Linked DNA regions of Mus musculus: region 1 is linked to region 2. A link is a contact called in public ChIA-PET data. All regions are on one chromosome and are shown on one strand. The core of a region is the stretch at or near the end of the contact, and the rest is flanking DNA. Distances in the headings are between cores, read along the strand shown. Region 1 overlaps Gm30505 (predicted gene, 30505). Region 2 holds the start of Kng1 (kininogen 1).

Region 1 (6,637 bases), core at 4,132-6,631, 180 kb after region 2:
CTAGGCTTTGCCCCTCAGCAGTTATGCCGACTAACTGCCTTGTCTCTACACTGGACTCTAAGACATCCATGTTATAACTGCTCTGCCTTCTAGCTTCCTTCCGTTATCTCTCTTCCTTCAGTTACTGCTCAACTAAATCCATGTTGAGACGATCTCATCATGTGATTGAGTTGGGAAGACGGACCCCAAAGGCTAAATAGTGAGATAAGTCATCTTGTGCTCAGGAGTCAGTTACATAGTTGAGTGAACATGACTTGTGTAGAATGTACGCAATTCAATAATTAATGGATGGAAGCTGGTCAGTTACCATTACAGAAAGTGTTTTTCTGGTTCTCAGACATTTCTCTGGACTCTCAAACGGATTAACAATGAAATCAAAGCATACACATTCCTATCTATGTATTGCCTTGATTAGGTGTCTTGAACATGGGCAGGGGGAACACTGACTTCAATGAAAGTACCGTAAGATGGGACACACCTCTCATTGCTCTTAAATCCAGCAAGGCTCTAGGCCAGTAGCATTTCTTTTTCTTGCTGTCTGATCTCTTGACTACACTTGGGGAGGTGGGTCATCTTTTGTGGCATTTGTTCTTATCAAACATTCAACAGCAACAGGACACCAGAGAGTCACCTTGTAGTGAAGGTACAGATCATGGGGCCAAGGTGGCTTTCTTTGTGTGCTGAAATTCAAACCCAGAAGCCCAGTCATTTGATGGCAGCGCTAAGTGGCAGGCTGCACCCCAGGAGCTGAATCCTGATACTTAGGCAGAGGCAGGAACTGGGAGGTGTGGCTGAACAGGATGTAGAGAGGTTAGCAATGTGGGAGGCGGGGCTCTGGGGCAGCTGAGCATGATTCTGACCCTCCACGAGGAGCCAAATGGCACACCAAAGTCTCACTCAGTGCTTCTGTCACTATTTGTCAATTTAGTGAACTTAGTGCTAAGCCCTCGTTTCTCCATCAGTTAAATATGGGCACTAAAACCAGGCTAGTAAAGATAACTCTTGGAGTTCAGGAGATAACATCAGCTCACTGTGTCCACTGTGAAGACCGGCACAGGGTTGGCTACCAGTAAAGAGTAGTTCTTAATGGTCCTAATGCTCCAGCTTGGAGAGTACACAGAGGTAGTGTGGGGAATGCCAAAGAAGAAGAGGTGCCCTTGGACCTCAGTTAGCCCGTGTCAGAAACAGTATGGCCGATAGCATCTGGCAATGGGAGAAACCTGAGGAAGACAGCGGGGTGTGTGTGTGGTGTGTGTGTGTGTGTGTGTGTGTGTGTGTGTGTGTGTGTGTGTGTGTGTGAAAACAGTAGGTTTTCTTCTTGAGAAAGTCAGCAGGGCAAGGTTCAAATTTGTGTGCAGTAGGCAGTAGGTGTGAGTGACTGTTGGGACTTAGAAGACCAGAAAAGCAGGCATAAAGTGCTGGAGCCCAAAAACAAGGCACGCGGGGGGAGGCCTGAGGGGGGGGACATCTTAGGGCATCCTCTATGAGGGGTGCCAATGAGTACTAAAAAGATGGTTTGCCTGGTGACACTCTGTGTCCCCTTGGAATCTCTAAGTGCATTCAGAGCTGGCTTCCCAGGAATTGCCTGTGCTTGGGCACCAGGTCCTGCGCTTAGAAGCAACCTGTGCTTGGTGGAATGCTGCGTGGTAGATGTCTCAAATTTTTAAACATTTTTTTTTCAAACAAGGGAACCTGGGTTCTTCATTTCATTGAGTCACACAAAGCACAGAGTAGTCCTGTATGGCTTTTTGAGGGGTAGCTCTTTTTCTCAAGGGCTTTCTTAGTCCTTTCTTCCAGATGCTCATCTGCTAGGTACAGGCCCAATTAATAAATTAATTCTGGCCATGTTATAAAACTCTACCTCCAAAATAAATGCTGATGGCGGCGGGGGGGAGGATGGGGGGCTGCATTTTAAAAGCCAATGGGTTCTTAATGAAAAAATAATGGTTACTGAAATAAAAATAATTACATAAGGGCTGGAAATATAGCTCAGTTGTAGAGTTGTAGAGTATGTGAAGCCCTATGTCCTGTCCCCCATTATAAAAATTATGTAAGTTAAAGAACAGATCAGATACAGAGCAATAGGCAAGAGCCCCATCCTTTGACTCGCTGCCCCTGCTTCTTTTTATACCAACAGTTCTGGGTGGAGATTTGCACACACAGCAGATGAGGTGGGACTTTGACCCAGGTCTGTACCCTCTGCCTCTCGTTGACACAGCTCTACTTCTTGTCAAGGTGATGCATTTCCCACATAGAAACCCTTAGTGATCCGATCCGGTGGACAGCGCACATGTCTGCACATCTGCACATACACAGTATCTGAAATCACACCTAGAGACTGGCAAGTCATCTTTCTTTAGAAAAATCTCACAATCTCTATTTTCAATACCTCTATCCTAATATTTGCATTTTAAGTGCTGTTTCCTATTAAGCACCAAAATTTCTGGTTAGTACTAGAAATGACTGTGCCCTTTGAGTTTTGTGCTTTCTATTTGACATGCATTTTCACTTTATTTCACTTTTTCAACAAATTTTGTCTCCTGACTCGTCAATATTTGAGCTTTTCCTCCTACAGAGGCAGTGGCAGAGATTGTTAGATGTTTTCTAAACCCTTGTGTCTCCACCTTGTCTGTTCTCAGTAGCCAGTGATCCACGGTAGTCACATTTTCACTTTCATATGAGTGAGTTTAACTACACAGCAAGCAGGTTTCAAAGAAGAAAACTGTGAGCAGCCAAGAGAAAGCTGAGCATCCGATCAGACAACCACACACCATCAGCAGAAACTGACTGGGGAAGCCCCGGGAAACTAAAACAGGCAGCCGGAGCTTTTGATGGCTAGAGGGTCCCAGGCAGAACATCCTCTCCTGTACAATACTTCCAAGTAAAAGCACAGACAGCCACAAGTAGAGACAACATCATCACTGGGTGCATCCAGCAGAAACCAACTGGGCAAGCTCAGAGAGGCTTCCAGGCTTCCTGGTTGAGCTTTCTCTCCATGGGCTAGCTTCCTGTGGCTGAACTTGTGGTTTCTAAGCTCTTACCTGCTCCAGGTGCTTTCCAATCAGGGGATAAACAATAGTAACCTCTGTTGGAAGTAGTTCTCAAGGGCACAGCTATTTTGCTGTATTTTCTTCTCTGTTATAGGAAATAAGAGGACCAGCCTACCTCCCCCCCTCCCACCCCAGATAAGGAGTGTTGAGATAAACATTTTGAGATAAACATGTTTGGGTCTGAAATGGGAGGGGGTGCAGCCCTGCTTCCAAATAGTACATGACAATGTAATGTATGTCACACTCACCCCGGGCAGCATGGCTGCTTTTCTGGGGACTGGTGGAACAGACGGAAGGATGAGGGGCTATGGTGGCTTGAATGAGAATGGTTCCCATTCATAGATTCATAAGTTTGTATTCTTGGTTATCAGGGAGTGGCACTACTTGGGAGGGGTTGGAAGGTGTGGTTTTGTTGGAGTAGGTGTGGCCTTGTTGGAGGAGGTGTGTCACAGGGATGAAGGTGGGGGGCTTTGAGGTTTCAGGAGCCCCAGCCAGGCCCAGTGCCTGTGAATCCGAATGTAGAACTCTCATCTACATCTCCAGGAGGCTCTTTTTGGGGAGAACACGTTTTTTTTTTGTTTGTTTGTTTTGTTTTTTTGTTTTTTTTTTTTGTTTGTTTTTTAGATAGAGCCTAGACCAAAAGGCTTAGCTTGGTTCAGGAGCCCCTATGATCAACTGGAAGAAACATCACAGTGCCTGTCACTTGGATTTGTCTCCTGATATAAATATTTGAGTTCTGTTATAAGAACTGAAGGGGACTTCAGAAGTCCAAACACCTTTATTTTGATGTTCACCACAATCTTGGGACAAAGGAAAACAAAGGCACTATCCTACAATTTTTATAATGCTGCATGGTCCTGGTATTCAGGACCTCAGCAGGGACAGGAGCAAGCAAAGAGTCAGGATGATGCCTAGGGCAAAAGCCAGAAGGGCTCAGGGTAGGCAGCATGCCCTGCGACATGCAGTGGCTGTCCAGCACTGAGCAGTAGTGTCCAGAGGCAGGCAGCTGTGCCCTGAAGTGGGTTAGTACCCAGTTATAGGCAACAGTGCCACAGCCAAGCAGTGGTATTCACTGCAGGCAGCAGGACCCTCAAGCAGAAAGTGTTCCTCAAGAGAATGTGATATCCATGGCAGGCAACAGTACCCTGTTGGCAGGAGACAGCTGCAATGTGCAGAGGTAGGCCGAGGTACTTTGAAGAGAGGAAGCAGGTATCCCAGCAGAATCCTGTTGTCAAGAATCAGGCAGTAGTTCTCAGGGGTTTGAATGCTTTGACTGATTAGAGAAGGGAGTAGTCCCAAAAGCCTAGCAGAGATCGCCAGTATCAGACAGCCATCCCTCGGCGCAGACAGTGGCATCCATTGAGTGGCATCCTGGGATAAGCAGTGATACCCACAGGGAGGGGGTAGTGTCTAAACTTAGGCATAAGTATCTTGAAGGAGGACACAGAGTCAGAGGTGGACACCTCTCTGCAGGGTCAGACAGCAATGCCCAGCAACAAGGGACACCAATTCAATTTCTTGGGGGGTTGGGGGGGGAGGAGCACAGTACTCACATGGTCCCTGTGTCATGAGATAACTCTTACATAGATAGTATTTAGCTAAAGAAGTTTGGGAACACCACGTCTCAGAGGGGACAGGAAATGGTTGTCGAGGACATTGAAACCCAGAAACTACACAAAACAAGTGGGTGACTGCGTTATCTCTTGTAGACAGTCCAAAACCAACAGTTCAAGGCTAATTTACTCTGTGATGCAATGGGATGCAAGTCCACAATCAGCTTGTTATCCGTGTGTCCTTAAACACCAGTCTGGGGAGAAGCTACTGACAAGGGAACCTCAGCAGGAAATGAGGGGTACAGGCGACCCTGAGTGGGTGCAGAGAGGCTCAGGCCCCCCGATTCAGATCAGCACTCTTCCTTTACTGTGAGTAATGTTTCCTCAGTTCAACATGAGATGTCACTTCACCATATCAGCTGTCCCTGCATTTTGGTCCCCTGCACCTTGTTGGAGCAGAGGTTCATCTCAGAAGCATTCCCAAGCTTATGCTCCCCCCTGTCCGTATCAGGTGAGTTCCCAGTCTCCCTCCACGGTGAAAGCACTATAGCCACCATGGGGGAGAACACCCCTCCCACAGACCCCCCACATGCTTTTCCTTTACAGGCCACAGCATCTTGGCGTTCAGAAAATGGCACCAGGAAACCTGATACCCCACTAATGGGTAATCCTGTTTGTTATGCCCTAATGAAAGTCAGCTGCCAAGCCCGGTTCCTGTGGCTCTTGGTCTCCAGTCAAGAAAAATAGAAATATACTCTGCTAGGCTCTGGGTCAACTCGTGCCAAGGTTTGACTAGACAGTCATTTTAAGTGACTCTGCTCCCCAACCCTCACACAGCGGGTGAGGAGTCAGAGAGGAAAGAATGGAGATGGGGAGTGGGGAGGGAAGGAGACAAACAGACAGAGACACAGGTGGGGGAAGAGACAGAGAAACGGACAGATGCAAGCACATACAGACACACACAGACACAAAGATACAGACACACAGAGAGAGACACACACAGACACAGAGACACACAGACACAGAGACACACAGACACAGAGAGACACACAGATACAGACTCAGAGACAGATACACACAGACACAGACACACACAGACACAGAGACACACAAAGACACACACAGAGAGACACACACAGAGACACACAAAGACACACACACACAGAGGCTGATGTTGGTTGTCAGACCTGAATTTTTCACTATTATCTCAATTGCTCATTTTTTCCTCAATAAAAGGCATTTTGTCAACTATTTAAATAAGAGTGGTTTGAAGCTGATGCCATTCTTATACTTTCTATTCTGATTAAATGTGTAAACAGTCAGGGGTGGGGGTGGGGAGATTATTTTTCAGTACCCATGTGACCTGTTGGAGCAGCCCGATTGGCACAGGACCTGCTTTTCATAAATGAAGTAGCCAGGATCTGTCTCGGGGCTATGTGTATGTACACACACACACACGCTGGTGACATTGTCAGAGAAGAATGTGTGTGGAGGAGGAAGAAGCAGAGGAGGGAGAAAGCAGAGAAGCGACACTCCAGGGCCAAGGCCAGTGGGAACAGCATCCCCTGACCCAGCGCTATCCTCAGCAAGAACTGACCTCATGGGTTGGAAAGTTCTCACCGCACTCCACGAGCTGTGTGCTGGGAAGGTAGTGGAGTCCAGATACTAGCAGTGGAGGGCATGGTGCAGTAAGGCTGCCCTCTACCACTCACTTGTTGGCCTCTGGACATCCTTAGTTTCCCAGAGCCTTACACAGAGAACCCCAACCTGAATCAAGAGGAAGGGCAGGCAGACACACATAGACCTGGCTAGCAATTCCAAAGGGGAACTGGCTTAGCAAACACTGGAATGGACTCCAAAGCCAGACAGGAAGGTTTCTATCTGTGACTGTGTTTGACAGAGTATGTCAGCACCTGTCCCCATATTCTCCCCTCAGCCTCCCTTCCCTGCCTCTCAGAGGTTGGTCCTCATGGTTTAGGAGACGCTTCAAGCTTCCGGAGTCCCAGCTCCATTTTCCCCTCTGTGAGCTCTGTG
Region 2 (7,341 bases), core at 1,595-4,094:
ATGTGGCTGTTAGAAACCCAACCCAAGTTTCTGAAGAGCAGCAAGCGCTCTTAACCACTCAGCAATCTTTCCAGCCCATTAACCACTTGTGAGACGTGAGAATGAATATTAATGTGACCTAGTGACTGTTTCCACAGACCACTGATCTTCATGGGTCTGGGCAGAGGGAGAGTAAGGTTTCTAAACTTGAGCCCTGATGTGGAGCTCTGTGGCTGCTTCTCTGTCACCCAGCTGGATGCCCTGCCTCAGGACCAACAGGAGGAGCTTCAAATTTGATTTCCCCCTCAGTTTCAGTGGGTGTCTGCTCTTTACATAAACTTCAGCTTAATCTCTTAGAACCTCCCACTTCCACACTGCTGGCTGTGAGTTGTTCCTTCTGCCCGGGTGCCTCTCACTGCCTCAGTTTACCTACCTTGTGGAAACAGCACCACAGGTACTTGACACATTTTGTCACCGTGAAAGATGACGAGTGTCTGAGGTGGCAGGGGGCCCTGCTGTAAACAAGCGCCTGGGAACCAAGTGGTCAGGAGTGCCCCCACACTAGTACAAGTTTCCCACTGATCTGTCATTTACCAGTCTCCTGGACATTTCAGAGCACCCTGGGGGTTGCATGGGGCAGGCTGGGGCTTTCCTATAAAGAGCACACTCACGGCTTCCTCAGCGTCCTTGAAGTCACAGTCCTGCCATGCGAGGCCACTCTGAGCAGAGCAGTTGCCCTCCTTGATTAGATACTTGAAGGAGTAAAAGGTTGGAGAGCCATCCTGAGGAAAGCAAGGGTGAGACCTGGAGTCACTTAGGGGACCCTGACACATTACAAACAGCAGTCCTGAGCAGATGCAGGGACAGCTGTGTTTATTGAAAATTAAATGTTGCCGGGCGGTGGTGGTGCACGCCTTTGAATCCCAGCACTTGGGAGGCAGAGGCAGGCGGATTTCTGAGTTCGAGGCCAGCCTGGTCTACAGAGTGAGCTCCAGGACTTCCAGGGCTACACAGAGAAACCCTGTCTCGAAAAACCAAAATAAATAAATAAAATAAAAATAAAAAATAATAAATGTTTACGTGTGTATAAATACTCCTTGGAATTATGTTCATAATATGCTTATACTCTTAGTGATTTCAAAGCAGTATCCATAGTATTATCCCTGCCCTCTTTTATGTAAACCCTGGTTTACATGTATGTACATATATGAGTTCAACATCTCTGGGTAAACCTGGGCATGGGGTGAAGCCAGGAATCCCAGTAGCACGCTTGGTGGATTGAGACAGGAAGACCTTGAGTTCAAGGCCAGGAGAGCTACATGGACCTTGTACAAGGAAACTCCCATGGGCCCCATGTGTCAGCAGTGGAGACACGAGGGGATATGGCTCTGAGAGGAGGAAGCAGACTGCAGGCTGTGCTGCAGAGAGAAATAAAGGCTTCCCTTCACCTTCTGAATCACACACGCCTGTGTCCCTCAGGGCTTTCTGTTTATCCTCATGGCGTCAAAGGATTGGGATTTTTTCATGCTGAAATAATGTGACCAATCCAAAGAAAGTCTTTTACATGAAATTTGTTTATTCAAAGATTTTTAAATGTAAATTCTTAATTTTTATCTTAAGAGTGTGAGTGTATGCCCAAATGTATGTATGTATACTATGTGTGCCTGGTGCCCAGGATGGCCAGAAGACACACTGTAGTCCCTGGAACTGGAGTTAGAGATGGTTGTGACTACCATAAGTGCTGGGAGCTGATCCCAGCCCCCTGCTCACATGAGTAGCCAGTACTCTGAACCACTGAGCCATCTCTCTAGTCTGTAAACTTAATTTTAAAAAATCTTAAAGAAAGTTTTTCTCTAATTTATGCACCCTGCTTTCATTCCTTTCCTACCTGCGTGCACTGACAAAGCAGTAAGAATATAGAGAAAACCTGCCAAAGTGTGCTCCGGATGGAGTGTAGGTGGCAGAGTCCTGAGGTTGATTCCCCAGTATCACAGAAACCTGGCATGGGGGCACAAGCCTGTATGTGTAGCACCAGGGAGATGAAGGCAGGAGGATCAAAAGTTTAAGATCATTGTCAGCTACACAGCAAGTTTGTTGTTAATCTAAAGCTAAATGACACCATGGCTCCACCTCCCTGCCCCCCAAACTAAAGAAAGCTAGTGGAAACATTACTATTAAGCTCAATGAATCAGCCACACACAGGCAGTGCTAGATACTTGGTCCAAGGCAATAATGTCAGCTCTCTTCTTACTCCCTGTATTCATCCCAGGAGGGAACTCTCCCTTAAGTCTGGAAAATGGCTAAGTTCACAGATGCAGTGGATTCCCCTACTGCAAGCTGACTGCATTGCTGGATTCCCCACTATGCCTGTCCCTTTTGAACATCTCCATCTTTTGTGGTTTCTTTCTTCCTGGGATACTGCTTTCATGATCGCCCAGGAAGACTAAGGACGGGCCATCTCCAACCTCTACCCCTGTGCCTGAGAGCACCAATTACAAGTGGTTTCACAGGAAAGCTGTTACTCACCGTTTTAGTGCCCTCGATCACTCGGTGCAACATATACTGGTTGCCACTTTTTACCCCAGGGTTAAACTGCTTCAGAGAGAAATCCACAGCCTGAAATACAGCCTCATCATTGCAGTCAATTTCCTGCGCTTCTTCTCCCTGTGTTAAAGTCAGCAGGAGTCCGGAGCAGAGGAGCAGTGTAGTAATGAGCTTCATGATTTAAGGGTCCCTCTAGAACTGAGGGACTGTTTTGCCAAGAATGGGAAACCAACTCAGAAGCTGATTTTGGCAGCCTCTGGGCTCTGATCTCTCCTGCCTCAGCTCTCTCTGCCTCACCACTTAGGCCCCTATTTAGATTCCTGAGGTCACGCCCCTTGTGTGCCCTCTTCCCAGAGAACAAACAGGACTCTGCTCAATGTCCAACCAGGTATGGAGCTGGAGAATTGCAACATGGGATTGTTGACCTGTTTGTCTGCCTTTGTAAAGAATGTGGGAGTGCAAAGCCCATTTCTAAAACATTGCTCAACTCTCCACAGTGAATTAAAGCAGAAACCAGTAAAAGGAGCTAAAACCAACAACCATTTCCAGTATCCTCTTGCTACTCTTGGCCCAGTTACAAAGGGCTCTGCATAAATATACATTGAAGACAATGTAGAAATACCTCCTACACAATATTGCTTGTGGCATGTCAGAGTGTACAGACACAAGGTTTTGTCAGCTCTGGTGTGTTCTTGAAAAGCACATGTGCAGGACCATCAGTCACATGCTGGGAGCTCCACCCAGGACACTAGCAAATCTGACAAATCATGGGCATCCTGTCTGGCCTCTGGCCATGCCAACCTCTCTGCTGGGTTCTATTGGTCTATGTGAAGAAGGGGTGGGGCCAGCAGATTCTCACCTGATTCAAGTGCTTGCCTCACAAGCCTCAGGCTGGCAAGCAGAGTTTGAAGCCAGGAGTTCACAGAACACCTCTGGATGGTGACACACAATTGTAACCCTGGTATTCCTACTTTAATCCAGAAGGGGAAGGCCAGAGGATCACCAGGAAGTTTAGGTACCCTGGAGTTTGTAAGCAAGAAAAGCAAAGAGACCTGTCTTACCAAGGTGTCCGGGGAGGCATCCACTCCTGAGAGCTCTCTGACATCCACATGTGGGCTGTGGCTTTTGTGTGCCTGCATACACACATTCTCATCCTTTCTCTGTCTCTCTCACAAATACAGAATAATACTGATAATAATAATTTAAAAAAGGAATAAAAGAAAAGAAAGGAAAGACAGATGGAAGGAAATTAGGAAATAAGAAAAAGAAGAAATAAAAGTAATAAAGAAATCTCAAAAGTTGGCTTCTGTGTGGTTGATGGGAATTTCTAGTGTGAGCTGGAGTCTGCCTGAGAGGCCCGGAGGCCTGGAGCCAGGTGCTGTCACCGTGTGCTGAATGGGAACTTTATAGAAGTGCAGCAGGAACAGGCACTGGGCCAGAGGTCCTAAGGAATGCCAATGTAGCTCTACCCATGACCTTCTATGTGACTCGGTCTGTACAGGTGTGTGCACATATGCCAGTGTGCATGAGTTTCATGCTTGGCTGAGTGTGTGCCTCAGTCTCCGTGTATGTGTTCTTCTGTGTGTCCGGATGTGAACAAGTGTAGGTTTGTATCTCTGCCCATGTGTGTATGAGTCAGAGTCAGAGAACCTTCGCATCAGGGTTTCTTCCCCTGAACGATGTGGAAATCATAATACCTCAATGGGATTGTTTTAGGGTTTTCACAGAAATCCTTTAATTTTGAGCAAGTTTCAGAAGTGAAACCTGAGACACTTAAGCTTTCACGTAACCAAAACAGCCTAATACCACGAGTCACAGAAGCAAAGACAAGAGAAGACAGGGGTTGAAGAGAAAACAAGGCAGAGTGAAAGGCTTTGACTTTAGTTTCCCCAAAGTGGCATGTTGTAGTCAAGAATTTCTACAGTTAGGAAGTTTATATAAGTCACAAGCATTGCAATTTTTGTAAAAGTCAGACTGTAAAAGTGTTCTGTTCAGAACAAAAGGTATGCCCAAGTGACTATTTCTATTCCTATAAGCCCACCAAATGTCCTGAATATTAATAACAAGAAGACAAACTTGCGAGGTAGTGATGGCACACACCTTTAATTCCAGCACTTGAATGCAGATGTTAGCAGACCTCTGAGTTCAAGGTCCTGTTGGTCTACAGAGTGAGTTCCAGGAAAGCCAGGGCCACACAGATAAACCCTGATTCAATGAACAAAACAAAACAAAAGAACCTGAATTCTGCAGCAGGCTGATGAAAGAGTCCAGAGTGCTCTAATATCATCAAGCTTGTAACCTGTTCTCTAAAAGCAGCAATGGCAGAGAGATCTGTGTAGGAAGTCAAGTTGTCCTGTTTAACAGGTTATCTACTTTCTAGATATGCAAAATTAATCAGACATTTGTAAAAGATTACACAAAGCTACTGCATTTATAAAAATCACAAAAGTGAGCGTGGTGTGGTGGCGCATGCCTTTAATCCCAGCACTTGGGAAGTAGAGGCAGGCAGATTTCTAAGTTCAAGGCCAGCCTAGTCTACAAAGTGAGTTCCAGGACAGCCAGGGCTATTCAGAGAAACCCTGTTTCAAAAAGCCAAAAACCAAACCAAACCAAAACCCAAAGAAAAACAAAAACAAAAACAAAAATCACAAAAGTGGATACAGTAGTTAGTCACTTGCACAGGCATCCACACCTTCAACAACGACTGCAGATCCAAAGAAGAGCAGGTGCTTCTAGGAGAGCTGGCAAGTGCTGTAGCCACACAAGTCACCCCAGAACAGGCTAACAGGGCAGGTGCTCTGGCTAAGGCTGGAACAGTAGGTTTCAAGCTGTCAAGTCCAGGCACATTTTCAAACCCCTTGCATCCATTCACTTGTATCTGAATTATGTGACTCGTCTTCCAACTTGTGGCCAAAATCTCCTGGTTTATAAAATCCAAAAGGAAAACACAGAGGCAATCAATACTACAGAGGTCTTATGAAATAAGACCAGCCTACAAAGCTGTAATTAGGAGGAAACAAGGAATGCCAGAGCATTAAAGCCAGAAACCTTGCTTGCTACTTTGCTACTTACCTCAGCTAGACTAGTGTTCAATTATTGTGACATTAATTTCTTATATCACTGTTAAATGTCCTCTCTATCAGTGCATGTGAAACTGACTAAAATTTTCTCATGGGTATGTTCCCTTACAGCAAGAGCACACACCTACCACTTCAATATGGCATATTTTTTTCTTTCATACAGTTTCTCACAAGTCACGCCAGGACATCTCTTACCTTCCAATCATATCAGAGATAGAACTTCTCTAAGTAAATTCTACTTTGTGTAATTCAGTGTTTCCTGAGAGTGTTGATTTGTAAATTCTTTAGAATATCAATCAATCAAACAAGCAATATTCACGGTATATCCAACATTTGTGGTTGATACTCATTTTATAAGGCTACTTTCAACCTATTTGCTGGTTTGAGCAAGGTTATCAAAACACACATGCATACACATGTGCATTACTCTTGGGTTAGGAGCACGGAAGGTACATAGTTTAAGACCACCACTATGCATCCAGGCAATGGTAGCACATGCCTTTAATTCCAACACTCTGGAAGCAGAGACAGGTGGATCTCTGAGTTCAAGGGCAGCCTGGTATACCAAGTGACTTCCAGGACAGCCAGGATTACACAGAGAAACCCTGTCTCAAAAAGCAGAACAAAACAAAGCAAACCAAAATAAAACATTAGTTATGAAAAGCTGATTACGTGGGAAATCCAAGGTAAGGTTGATAGCAGCATTCTTCTTAAGACCAGAGATCAATCAAACATGCTGAGTACACAGTAAGACAGCAGTCTTAGGGCTTATGTGTATTCTTAACTCTGTCCGTGAGGCCCAGCAATAGTTCCAGGTTCTCAGATGTACAGATGTCTTTGAGATAAATTGAATCATAGTTAAGTTTCCAGGGTGAGAGGAAGTGGGGAGAGGAAGAGCTGGTAGATGGAAAACAAGGAAGTTAGTAAGCACTGTCGTGAAGGACTTGGATCACCATGGCCATTTCCAGTGAAAACTCACACCCAGGACAGCCAGGGGCAAACAAGGCAGCTTTGGAGAAGGCTAACCAGAGTGATCCTCTGAGTTGTTTGGGTTTTGAAGAGTCAAAGCACGTGACTGATTAAGCTTCCTATGTCTGATTTTGGCAGCCTGTTTATCACACCCATTCTCACCTCTCCCTGGAATACATTTAGAGTATGTCTCAGTTTCTCACTAAGTCTGTCCAGGTGACTGGATTTTAGCCAATAAAATGTACACCACTACCAGACAAATTACGTACCCCAAAACCAGAAGATGGTTTTCAGGATCATGAAAACCACCTTCATGATCCTCCAGTCTTTCCTTAACATAAGCTGTACACAAAGGGACCAGAAAAAAAAAAGTGTTAAGGGGGCAATGTTTCAGGCAGGGAAAATCAGGATTTGAGATCCTGAATCACCTTGTGGATGGATGTCTTAGTCAAGGCTTCTATTCCTGGACAAAACTTCATGATGAAGAAGCAAGTGGGGAGGAAAGGGTTTATTTAGTTTACACTTCCACATTGCTGTTCAGCATCAAAGGAAGTCAGGCCTGGAACTCAAGTAGGTCAGAAAGCAGGAGCTGATGCAGAGGCCATGGAGGGATGTTCCTTACTGGCTTGCTTCCCCTGGCTTGCTCAGCTTGCTTTCTTATAGAACCCAAGACTACCAGCCCAGGGATGGCACCACCCTCAATGGGCCCTCTCATTCTTGATCACTAATTGAGAAAAATGCTTTACAGCTGGACCTCATGGAAGCATTT

The links. ChIA-PET counts read pairs in DNA pulled down with a chosen protein or histone mark.
Region 1: an H3K27ac ChIA-PET map of liver shows a contact between it and region 2, with 7 times the contacts expected there. The contact joins the enhancer-like site here to the promoter of Kng1 in region 2. A contact is called at or near these places in 18 of 39 promoter capture datasets (the 3T3-L1 cell line, the C10 cell line, the HPC-7 cell line and 11 more), 9 of 15 datasets of contacts at CTCF or cohesin (the NIH/3T3 cell line, embryonic stem cells, hippocampal excitatory neurons and 3 more), 201 of 484 Hi-C or Micro-C datasets (the 3T3-L1 cell line, 3T3-L1-derived adipocytes, the 63-12 cell line and 93 more), 31 of 115 datasets of contacts at active chromatin or transcription factors (the NIH/3T3 cell line, PVALB interneurons, T-cell acute lymphoblastic leukemia and 21 more) and 4 of 9 other capture datasets (adipose tissue, embryonic stem cells, embryonic tail and 1 more).

The regions. Positions count from the first base shown.
Region 1 is chr16:22,879,740-22,886,376 of GRCm38.p6, reverse strand. It overlaps Gm30505 (predicted gene, 30505), which reads left to right. Exons shown (of 4, transcript NR_110508.1): 3 at 2,138-2,188. Among named protein-coding and RNA genes, the nearest start is that of Ahsg, 9.0 kb to the left of the region's middle. Within about 2 kb of position 5,381, at least 36 of the 459 cell types and tissues checked have an H3K27ac peak or open chromatin away from gene starts, as enhancers often do. A contact at or near this core is called in the 63-12 cell line, the AtT-20 cell line, the C3H10T1/2 cell line and 7 more, where this site is marked.
Region 2 is chr16:23,053,803-23,061,143 of GRCm38.p6, reverse strand. It overlaps Kng1 (kininogen 1), which reads right to left and starts at 2,844. Exons shown (of 11, transcript NM_023125.3): 1 at 2,506-2,844; 2 at 651-761. The coding sequence starts at 2,700.